Regions from separate parts of the Mus musculus genome. Here all the other regions are linked to region 2. A link is a contact called in public capture Hi-C and promoter capture Hi-C data. All regions are on one chromosome and are shown on one strand. Each heading gives the region's core, a stretch centred on a gene start, on an enhancer-like site or on the middle of the called end of the contact. The rest is flanking DNA. Distances are from core to core; before and after follow the strand shown.

Region 1 (2,758 bases), core at 193-2,692, 850 kb before region 2:
ACTCTGGAGGTTAGCATCTGCTCTGTGAGATGCCCTAGACATGGCTTGATGACTCTGTGGGGCTTTTCTATGCAGTCTCTGAAGTCAGACCACTCTGAGGCACATCTATGACAATGTGGTTGGTTTTTGTCTATGTGCAGATTCCTGTGTAGTTGGATTTGTTTGTTTGTTTGTTTGTTTTTTATGGGATTCTTTGAGAATTCAGAAACACACACACACACACACACACACACACACACTATAGATCTTTCTTGTTAGGGAGTTCCACAAACACCCTGAAGCCTGCATGACAACCCCTGATGCACATTCTTATACTTTAATTAATGAACTCATCGTGGATTATTTCTTTAATAGCCTTTCCAGGCTGTCTGCATTTTATTGCCACTTTTTGTCAAAGGAAACATTATTTTAAAAACAATTGAGCAGAATGAGAGTTTTTGAAAGGATGGAAGAAGAAACAAAGAAACAAACTTAAAATCCCAGCAGCTCCTGAGATTCAGTCCCCTTAGAAAACAAACACACTCTCTAGCAAGTGAAATGAGTCAGCACACTCTGTCTATGCTAATTTAAGAAAGGAAAATAAATTCTGAGTTCAGAACAGTACACCCCACTTTTCTAGGCGTTTCTGTCTCATTCTTCATTGAAGTTCTGATCTCTCCTGCATGATGGCCTCCGGCCTGCTGGTCTACCTACAGCTAGCTCCTCTTATCACAACACAGCACATTCTTATCTCTTCTCAGTAAAAACTACCAACTGGGTAAAAATATTTCTAACTGAATTCTCATTTAACATGTGAAACCGGCTCTTTTTCCTCCAGCCTGTGCAGTTTTTTCTTTTTTCTTTTCGGTTACAGGATGTTGTCCCCTTTCTTTTAAAAAAGATCTTTGAGGCATATAAGTTCTGAACTCAGAATTTATTTTCCTTTCTCGAATTAGCTGTAGCTAGAGTGCACTGAGTCATTTCACATGCCAGAGAGTGTGTTTGCTTTCCTCGGCGCCAGGTTGCCCTTTAGCATGCAGAAAGTTAAGAAGAAGGCAGTTTCACAACCCTCCCCTCTTAGCACCTGTCTGCAGTCTCACACCTGAAAATCAGCCTTGTCCTAAAGTGCTCATATGCTGGCCGGAAGTCCAATGGTCACCTCCATTTAAATGGCCTCTCTTCAGGTGCAGTTTTCCAATCTCCCACTAGTTGGGGCTCTACACAAAGAAAAGAAAAGAAAAAAGGAAATAAAGGGGCTCCACAGAATTATTTACTAAGCAAACACTACGCAGGAAGACTTTATTTTCCGTGTTCTTGAAAATACGACTGGTCATTTTATTTTGGTTCTAACACATCGACCACAGGTTTGTTTTGGGTTTTGGTTTTTGTCCCCCCCTCTAACTGCCCCCCCCTCCGTGGGTCAGTTTTATTTGCTCTTCATACCTTGATTTGAAAAGTCTGAACCAAGGTTACTACTGCTTTTGACATCGTTTAGAGGCAGTCAGCTCTCTCAGTGCGTAGTTGCTCTAAACTAGGAACGTGGAAAGTGCATAGACTGAACATTTAGCACACAAACTACAGCTCCACCTTCTCAGTAAGATTATTCTCTGCTCTGCTCTTAAACCCGCAGCACCAAATGCAGCTGATATTTTCTCTCTGTCTCTGTCTGTCTCTCTATGTCCCCGTGGGGCCCCCTCCTCTCTCTCTCTCTGTTTAGTCAGGATGAAAGATCCCCGTGGATAGTCACAAATAATCAAGATCCTCCCGTGCGGTCCACTGGCGCTCAGTTTTAGCTTTGTTTGTCCGGTCTTTCTCCACCTCCCCGGAGATCCTTTGGCAAATCAGATAAACAATGCCTTTTTTGCTTAAGGCAGAAAGAACAGTTGAATACAATGGGAGGCCAGACTTGGCTGAAATGCTGGCTGCAGGTGCTCTCAGCATTGTGGTCATTTAAACCAGATGCTGGGGAGTCGAAGCACCTGCTTCCCCTCTCTGTGTACACTTGAGAGACTGTGCTCCTGCGTAGGACAGGTCAGCGCATGGCTAAAACGAGTGGTGCCCCACAGCAGCATCGTTCTGGTTCATAAGACAGTTGGTACTAGGAAGAGCTTCGTACAGAGCCTGTTTAATCCTCAAACATATGTAGTTTAATTCAATATTCTTCTCTCTCCATTTCCAGACATACCATCACTATTCTGTATACACAGACAGACAGACAGACAGACAGACAGACAGACAGACACACACACACACACACACACACACACACACACACACACACACCTCTGCAACAGAGTCTACTTAAAGTAGACACTCAGATACAACGTTATTTTTCTCTGGTTTATATTATCTAGCAGGAAAGACTGACTAGGAACAAGAGGGTGATGATTTTTATGGTTCTGATAAAAATGAGACAGATGCCGAAAGCCTTGCATAGCTCAGATTTTATGAACATCTCTACAGCCATCATAAATCTATGGACAATCCACAATGAACATTAAATTGTGTACCTTGAATGTTGAGCATTAAATAAGAGATCAGGGTGACACTGCTTGTGTGTGTGTGTGTGTGTGTGACTAGACTAGATTCAAAGCTATAAGAGACTAGTTTGGTATTTTTGTACTAAAATTATTCTAAAGCACAATATTGCAAATCTAAATATGAATACATTAACTTCAGGGATATGTGAAAGTATTCAGAGTGTTTGTGGTATAGCTGTATGAGTCAGGCCTTGCCCTGATGTTAATATTTTAATTTCAATTTAAATATTTCTTTTCAT
Region 2 (2,702 bases), core at 166-2,665:
TGAGTTTGAACCCCTGTGTGTGTCTCCAATAGAAATGAATGCTTATGTCTGAGGACCACACCAGCTTTACTTATAATAACTCCAACATGAAAACAATCTATATGTCCACCCACAGTTGACTATGGGATAGTCATACCATGCAATAGGAGTACACATTTTTTAATGGCCAGAAGCAAGAATATAAATAATTTTCACACACTAATACCGAGTGGAGGTATTTTCTTTCCTTTTGTTGTTGTTTTGTTTCATTTTTGTTATGTTTTTTGGTTTGTTTTGGTTTTGGTTTATTGAGACAAGGTTTCTCTGTGTAGCTCTGGCTGTCCAGGAACTCACTCTGTAGACCACCAGGGTGGCCTGAAACTTACAGAGATCTGTCTGCCTCTGCCTCTCAAGTGCTGGAATAACAGGCATGTGTTCCTGGGCCCACCATGATTTGTATGCTTTAACCACAATGTAGTCTATATCTTGTAACAAACGTAAAGAAAATAATGGAATAATAATGCATGTTCTCTGGATGAGTAAGTGAAGGATTGAAATCATGAGCTGCATCTGCAAAGAAGCGAAGAAGAAGGCTTTGCAGCGTGGTGGCATTCCGTTTTAGAGCAGTGGTCTTAAGCCTCTTCGTATGTTAATGATGTCCAAAGGATTGTTACTGAACTTCCTTCGCTTAATACCACTGCCTTTGCATATTAGTGCTGCTTAAGTAAAGAAAGTTACTAGCAGTAAAAGATGTGACGCATACCTTATGGGTCTGACGTTCAATTCACTGTGAGGCGTATATTGAGCCCTTTCAGAACTGCAAAGCTTCGCTAATGTCCTTCTCCGTGTGGTTTTTAATCCCTTGATGCTTTACGGGATGCGAATCCAAACTAATTCTTCAGACTCTTGAGGAGAGTGGAGAAGTTGGCACTCCCGTGCTTACAAACAGCATCACAAACCGCCCAGCACGTGATTGCCCAAACCACCCAGAGTGAAGGAGTCCTAATTGCTGGGCGGCCTGGACAGGGGACGTGCCTCTCCCATCCTTCTCCAGATGGGGTTGGCTAAGCAGCCACTCACCCAGCCAGCCGGATTGCCAAGAGCTGCCAAGGAACTCCAGTGGGTGACCCACTGCAGCTGCACCCCTGCTATTACAGAAACCGGACCAGGCTCCGGTTGGGGGGGGGCAGTTCCCGACATGTCCGGTAGGGGGCGGCGCTGCGCCGCATCCGGGGGCGAGGGGCGGGATTGTGGTACCCGAGGCTCCCGAGACCTCTGCACCTGGCCGCGCGGGGGCACTGTGGAGCGACCCAGCCAGCTCCCGCCTCCCAGCCTTGCTTAGTCGCTGTCCTTTAACCCTCCACTGTCCCTCGCAGGGGCAAGGGGGCGGGGTCCGGCGCCGAGCGTGATAGGGCAGGCAAGCGAGCGCCCAGGTGAGTTCTTCCAGCACCGCTGGGCCCCGGGGAGGACTGAGTCTGAGCCCGCAGAAGAGGCACAAGAGGAGATGCCGTTGTCGCCACCATCGCAGGGCGACCCCAGGGAGGCCAGCCCGTCCAAGGCCCCCAAGAAACACCCCACCTTCCATATCTGGCGCTCCAAGAAGAAGCAGTCTCCATCGTCCAGCTGTGGGGTGTTTATCCCTCACCCGCCCGGGGCTTTCGGGGAGACCAGGTAAGCGCTGAGTGTTCCGATCCCCTCCTGCTCCGTGGCTCAGCCGGTTTTGCAAAGTTCGTCCCGCCCCGAAACTATACCACAGGGTCCAGGACCCTCAGCCTGTACTCTAGAGTCTCATTCATGGGACCTTAGTTTTGACTTTCTTAAGTCTGCACCTGCAGCTGAGAAAAGCAGGGCAGCCAAGGGTTGGAATCAAAAATGAATGCCTTTAGGAATGCCTTGGAGCTCTGGAAATACTCTAATTTTAGCGCCTTAATCGTAAAGTACCTCATGTTCATGGATATTAGTCTCCACTATTCTCACAGATCCAGAGGAGGAGGAAGTAGAGGGGCTAGCTGACTCTATTAAATGGATAGAGAAAAGGTGGCCTTGGGGTAAATGTCCCCCAGAGACTCAGTGAGTAGCCAAACCAGGGAGTACCTCGTTCTTAAAATATAAGGATTGCGACTGTACCTTAGTGACAGGGTGCTGGCCCAGCTTGTGACAGTCCCAAGGTTCACGTCTCAACACCAAAAGGAAAAAAACTTGGCTCCTGTTTTAAATTATACATAGATTGTGTGTGTGTGTGTGTGTGTGTGTGTGTTGGTTTTATTGTGCATGTGTAACTTTCAGTTATCCTATCAGAATTGATGGTTAGTTTCCTGTCTATCAAAATGTAATAACACACGACTCTTGGTATTTTATTCAAGAGAAAACAAACTGATACCAAAGTGACAAGTAGATTTTCCTTCTCGAACCTTTCTGTGTTTTAGGCCATCAGGAAACACTTCATTCTGTCCTTCAGAACTCCGAGGAACTCTGTGTTAACAAAAGCTCTGGAAACAAATGTACTTGCCAGCCCTTGGGATATTTTTCTAGTCTGGGCATCTTTACAAGCATTTCACTCCACCTGGGAGGAAGTTCTAGAAGTTCAAAGCAGACGGCCAGATGATCAGTGCAGCTTCCACTGCGCCCAGGTCCTAGCACAGACTTTATTGTTGTTGTTTTCATTATCACTTAGAGTCCCAGGTTTAGCCCAGACCCAACGGAACCTTCACCCTCATTCCACA
Region 3 (2,702 bases), core at 101-2,600, 570 kb after region 2:
TTTATACAAAGAGCTTTTAGTACAGCAGGTGACAAAAAAACTAAATAATAATAATAATGATGATGAAAAAGGAGCCCAATGTTCAGTCTGAGTCTAGAGGTCCTCTCTAACACCATCAACAAAATTTTACGTTAATTATTAAATTGGCATTAAACAGTTTTTCTCCACCAATCTCCCTTGATTTGTTTAACCAACACCTCCCTCTCAACATTTCGGGGGGGGGGGGCGCCCTGGGGAGAAGGGAATCTGAGTGAGACCAACCAGTTTCACGATGCCCAGCCCCTCCTAGATGGGGGATCGGGTGAACTGAGAAAGGCCCCGGGGCACAGTCAACCCGCAGCGAGAAGACAATGGGGTATAGTTACCCTGCCTGAGAAGGGGAAGACGAAGCGCGCCTCAAGCTCTTGGGCTGCTCTCCCAGGTGAGCCCGGACCCTGGATCTCTAGGGACCAAAAATCCGGCGCTCCCAACTTTTCAGGGGCAAAAAGCCCTAGGGACATCCCTAAGCGAACCAACCGCAGTGAAAAGCTACAGTCGGATTCTCTGAGTCCCGTCCCAGTCTCTCAGGCTCAGCTCCAGGTCTCATTCTGGGCGCGGCGCCTTCACCCTAACGCAGCTAGAGCAGCGCCACCCATGGCGTTGGGGGGCAAGATCTGTACCCGGGACAAATCTAAGAGAGGAAGCGTCTGTGGACTAGGACAAAGCCTGACGGAGAATCGGGACACTACAGTCCTGCCCTCCGTCTCTATAATGCCCGGGGATTCTAGGTTGGGATGGGGCTCCTAAGGTGGCCAGGGATGGAGGTGTGGGGTCGCACCGCGAGAGTTTGTGCAGTCGGGAGGTCCCTAACTAAGCTTCAAGACCTGTGGGAGATAAAGCCACAACCAGGGCTTCCTGGGTGATCTCCAAACCAGTTTGGACGGTGGAGGATGGGCGTGTGCCACGCTCCCCCGAAGGGGACCGTTCCCTCTCTTTGTGTGGTTCGCAGGGAGCGCGAAGACCTTCCGTGAGAAGGGAAGGGGGCGCTCTCTCGAGGGAATCCACACCACGAGTTCCCCAAGTCAGTTACACAAAATTCTCCCCCTACCCCAGTGCCTGGCCGGAGGCAAAGACTTTGCCCCTCCTACGCGCGCGCGAACACACACACACAAGCCCCAGGACGCGTCTCCAGTGCCCAATCGAGAACAGGGTCTCACCTGCGTGGGTAGGAGCAGTGCCAGAAGCAGCAACCCCAGCCCTAGCCTGGCCACCATCGCTCTGCCCATGTCCGCTCCGTCGGCGCGCGGCGCGACTCTCTAGATGTTCGGTAAGTGGAGATCTGCTAAGCTCGCGCGGGCGCAGGCAAGGTGGGGAGCGCGGCCGGCCGGCGGGACCTTATATACCGGGACAGCCACAATAGCCGTGACGTGCGGCGCCCGCCCACCCGTGCTCTCCTCCTCCCCCGCCGCCTCCCCGCCCCCACCCCCACCCTCCTGTGCGGCTCTCACGGCCCCTCCCCCGCCGCCTGCACCGGCCCGGGGTGACTTGGGATGTCCCGGGGCGGCCAGCGCGGCAGGTGGGCGGGCGCCCCGGGCTCTGGCACAGCTAGGGTTTCCCCGGGCAGGCTGCATGCACAGGCGCAGGCGACTCCCACACGGGACCTGGGGCGAGCACACGAACCACACACGCCGGCCGGCCCAAGTTTCCTTTGTTTCCCCGGCCCTGCCATCTTACCCCCCAACACGAAAAGTCGAAGCCGCGGGCGCCGCGCAGACTGCGCGGAGCTCAGGGCTGGTTTTTGTCAAGTGCCGGCTGCAAGGGGGAACGGGACAGGCTTGGCAGGTCCCCGGGCCGTGGTGCGCGGGGTTGGCGAGGAGGAGACCGGGCGTCGCCACGCACTGTCCCTTGGCGGCTGCACGGCAGGGATCGCCAGGATCCCGGGCCCCAGCCGTGAGTATGCTCGGCTGGGCGGCCGCCCCTGGCTGCTTGCTTTGTGTTTTGAGTTCCTCTAGTGCTGCATCAAGCATCGCGCACCCGGCCATACCCGGGAGCATCCAACCGGACCTAGGCAACAGCCAGCTGCGCTCGGCCACGGGGCGGGACATTGCGAGGGACTGGGTTTCGGTCCCAGTATTCTCCACGTTTCTGGGGACGTGCTTGTTCTGCCTCTGTGGCACAGTACTTGCTCAGCGTTCGAACGCTTTCTTATTCAAGCCATTTCCACCCATAGTTGCCTTTAAGTAATTTGACAAACCGATTCAGAAAGATTAGTCATCCGTCTGTACATTTTAGTGGAATCTTTCTTTCGACCTTCTTTTGTGAAAACTTCAAAGCAAACTTTAAAACAACTTAGTGGTAGAATATTTTCTAATCTTTAATCACAGGGTTTAGGACCTTCCTATTTAAAGTTTAGCCCACGTGTTTTACAGACCTTAAAGCAAAACAAAGCAAACCTAGCAACGGTGGAAATTTGTTTAAATTTCAATTTTTGCAGAACAGCCTCGTAAAAACAAAGTTTTATGGCAGCAAGCTGACAATGGACTCCACAGTCGTTGGTTTGTGGCTGCCTGAGCCTTACCAAGTCAGCCACAACCGCTCAGTAACTTTCCACGTGTGAGGTGTGCTTGGGCGCACAGGAATTTTTGTATAGCGCCAGTGAACTTTCTGTTTAACAGTTAGCACACTGTATAGAAAGGTCGTTCTGTGCCCAGCAACGGCGGCGC
Region 4 (2,700 bases), core at 47-2,546, 970 kb after region 2:
TGAAAAGCTTACTCATACCCCCACACCGAATTCATTCTATCTCTTAAGGACTTAAAAATGTGTAATTTTAAATTCCACCACTGTCATAATGAACACTCCGTAATAACAAGCCGGGGAACAATGGACACCCCCATATCACATTGTGTCAGGTAATTACAAAGTGGAGCGGCGCGGGAAAGCTGAACTGGGAACGTCTAGGTGTCGTTCCTTTGCAGTGTGTGTAGGAGATTTTCAGAGCTGTGTGTTGTCTCTGGAGCCTCATCAAACGGTTCACGCTGATACCTCAACCCAAAAGACAGGGACAGGCGCAGCCGACCTTGGTCCAGGGCGTGGACAGAGGCGGCCCAAGAGGAAACACGTGAGCGCATGGAGGATGAGCTGGGCTTTGGAACCAGCAGATGCGAGTCTGGTGGAAGAGTGTGGAACCTGATGGAGAGGAGAGGGTCCTGTCGTGCGTGGCGAGGGCGTGGGGCTTCTGGGGGGAGGGATCCTGAGCGCACAACAGTACCCACTAAGCCCAACCCTTCCCATTAAGCACAGGGCACGGTGAGGGTGCAAGCCGGGTCACCGGGTAAAGATGCTACTTTGTAACAGAGCATAAGCTTGCGTTTGGGGCAGAGGGGGAAGGGAGACAGAAAGAGAAAGAAAATCAGGGAGCTGGAGGCTGAGTTGTCCTACTTCGAAGTCCTTCTCAGGAAGGCAAAAGCTTCCTGGCAAACAGTCTGACGGCGCGCTGTGCTGGAGACCCCTCTAAGCGACATTCAGCCTCCACACAGCCTGCCGTAGTCTTCGGAGCAGGACACTGGTGCCTGAGCGGTGGGTCCGGTCTGTGTTTCCCTCCGCTCCCGGGCGCTGCAACCCCGGAGCCGAGTTCTCGCTCTGCCTTCAGGTCCCTGCGCCCTTTCAGCGCTCCACCTCCACCCTTCACCCCGCTATGTTTTGCCTCAGCGGCCTCTAGGTCATCCTCAGAAGCCAACTCTGAGCCCACCGGAGCCCACGTCACGGAGCTCGGGAGCAGGAGGGGTCGTCGCGGGGAGGTGGCGGCTCCGAGTAGGGCCGGTGCCCGCCGCCCAGGAGCAGGCGGCCGCCAGCAGCCCCCGGAGCCGCGCAGCATCCGCGTCTACAACGACCGGGAAGCCACGCCCGCTCGCGAGCGGGGGGCTGGCCTTGTCCCCCCCACCCCCAGCCTCCCCTCCCTCGGACCCCTCCCCGCTCAGTCCCTCCCTCCGCCCGCGGCTCGGCTCGCGGGAGGCGCTGGGCGCCGGGGCTGGCGCGCTCTCCCGGGCGCACACACAGATCCACGCACGCACGCCCAGAGCAGCTGTCTCCGCCGTGGCCGGCGCTCCTCTCGCCCATGCGGACAGACAGAGCTCAGGAAGATGGCTGACGACTCCTTCGGGCCCCGAGGATGCAGCCCGGCGGCGGCGGGAGCGGGAGCGGCGGCGGCGGCACCGGCAGCGGCGGCAGCAGGAGCGGCGGCGGCGACGGTAGGAGCGGCGGCGGCGGCATCCCCGAGACTCCCCGGGCTACCCTTCCCCGTGACGGCCACTGACGGTCTCCGCCGCTAGAAGAGACCCCGCTCCTCCCTCGCCTGTTCCACCCCCACCCCCAGCCCCGGACCCGCTAGCACCGCTACCTCCGCCAGCGTTGCCACCATCAGCACCACCTCCACCTCCGCCACCGCCACCGCCACCACCACCACCGCCGGCGGCGGCAGCAGCCATTTCATCTCCACAGAAACCAGACACAAAAACATGGCAGAAATGGAGAAAGAAGGGAGACCTCCGGAAAATAAAAGAAGCCGGAAACCCGCTCACCCTGTGAAGAGGGAGATCAACGAGGAGATGAAGGTATTTTCGGACTCGGAGGCCGGGGAGACCGAGCTCTTTATTCCGTCCGCTCCCTTCGGGCTGTTGTGTAGGCTGCGGGGGGGGGGGGGGGGGACAGGGGCGCGCTTGTCAGTTTCTGCTGGGTCCCTGGGACGCCTCAGCTCCCCCTCCAGGTGCAAAACCGAGGCCAACTCATGGGCTGCATCTCCGAAGTCTGCCAACCTCAGATTTGATGGGGGCGAGGGGGGGGGGATACTATTTAACCTCACAAACCCTAGACTGGTACAGATGTTGCCGGGCGAGGGCACTGAACCCCAGTGGCGAGTGAGCATGGTGCAGTGGCTTTCCTGATGGTCGGTGTAGTATTTCTCCCTTTTTCGGAAATGAATCTCCGGACCCCTCCAAAGTTAAGAGCTGCCGGACCGGGGCACCCGGGATACCTGGATTCCACCCCTCTTCCCGGTCCATCCCCAGGCTCGGTGATCCCGCTTTGCTCCAACTCGCCGGCTGCGGCGGTGTAGCTGTCAGTGGCGGAGGCTTGGGCCGGAGCGGCGCGGGTCAGGGACGCTGCAGCCAGCGGGCTCGCCTCGCCGTCCCCGGCCGCTCCTCTCTGCTTCTGCCCCGGGTCTCCCGCTCGCCTCTGCACGCCTCACTTTCCAGTTAGCAGACCCGGCAAGCCCGGCTGAAAGCCAGCTGTCTGAGGGGCGGCCTCCGCTGCCGCCTGCCCATTGTTCGCGAAGGCCAGCCCCGAGTCCTCTCTGCGAGGCCGGGCGCCCTGCCAGGCCAGCGGTGCTCCAGAGGTGGCGAGCGCAGCCTCCTGGCGCTCCAGCTGTTCGCGTAGAAACCCAAGAACACGGCTCAGCCTGGACTC

Evidence for each region. Promoter capture Hi-C pulls out the DNA fragments that hold promoters and counts their contacts. Capture Hi-C pulls out chosen DNA fragments and counts their contacts.
Region 1: a promoter capture Hi-C map of liver shows a contact between it and region 2, with 2.2 times the contacts expected there. The contact joins the enhancer-like site here to the promoter of Crybg1 in region 2. A contact is called at or near these places in 4 of 39 promoter capture datasets (the 3T3-L1 cell line, embryonic stem cells, hippocampal neurons and 1 more), 1 of 115 datasets of contacts at active chromatin or transcription factors (astrocytes) and 2 of 9 other capture datasets (embryonic stem cells and liver).
Region 3: a capture Hi-C map of embryonic stem cells shows a contact between it and region 2, with 11 times the contacts expected there. The contact joins the promoter of Cd24a here to the promoter of Crybg1 in region 2. A contact is called at or near these places in 23 of 39 promoter capture datasets (the 3T3-L1 cell line, 3T3-L1-derived adipocytes, the HPC-7 cell line and 15 more), 3 of 15 datasets of contacts at CTCF or cohesin (the NIH/3T3 cell line, embryonic stem cells and large pre-B cells), 45 of 484 Hi-C or Micro-C datasets (the 3T3-L1 cell line, the AML12 cell line, the F1.1 cell line and 25 more), 24 of 115 datasets of contacts at active chromatin or transcription factors (the 230-238 cell line, the NIH/3T3 cell line, the SCID.adh cell line and 16 more) and 4 of 9 other capture datasets (adipose tissue, embryonic stem cells, liver and 1 more).
Region 4: a promoter capture Hi-C map of liver shows a contact between it and region 2, with 4 times the contacts expected there. The contact joins the promoter of Sobp here to the promoter of Crybg1 in region 2. A contact is called at or near these places in 6 of 39 promoter capture datasets (the C10 cell line, the HPC-7 cell line, HPC-7-derived erythroid cells and 2 more) and 1 of 9 other capture datasets (embryonic stem cells).

Annotation. Positions count from the first base shown.
Region 1 is chr10:44,999,430-45,002,187 of GRCm38.p6, reverse strand. No RefSeq gene overlaps it. Among named protein-coding and RNA genes, the nearest start is that of Gm40639, 23 kb to the left of the region's middle. Within about 2 kb of position 1,442, at least 127 of the 459 cell types and tissues checked have an H3K27ac peak or open chromatin away from gene starts, as enhancers often do. A contact at or near this core is called in liver, where this site is marked.
Region 2 is chr10:44,147,541-44,150,242 of GRCm38.p6, reverse strand. Crybg1 (crystallin beta-gamma domain containing 1) reads left to right here and starts at 1,415. Exons shown (of 22, transcript NM_001368305.1): 1 at 1,415-1,650. The coding sequence starts at 1,484.
Region 3 is chr10:43,577,817-43,580,518 of GRCm38.p6, reverse strand. It overlaps Cd24a (CD24a antigen), which reads right to left and starts at 1,350. Exons shown (of 2, transcript NM_009846.2): 1 at 1,197-1,350. The coding sequence starts at 1,265.
Region 4 is chr10:43,173,126-43,175,825 of GRCm38.p6, reverse strand. Sobp (sine oculis binding protein) reads left to right here and starts at 1,296. Exons shown (of 7, transcript NM_175407.3): 1 at 1,296-1,850. The coding sequence starts at 1,755. It overlaps 9030612E09Rik (RIKEN cDNA 9030612E09 gene), which reads right to left and starts at 1,127. Exons shown (of 1, transcript NR_102361.1): 1 at 1-1,127.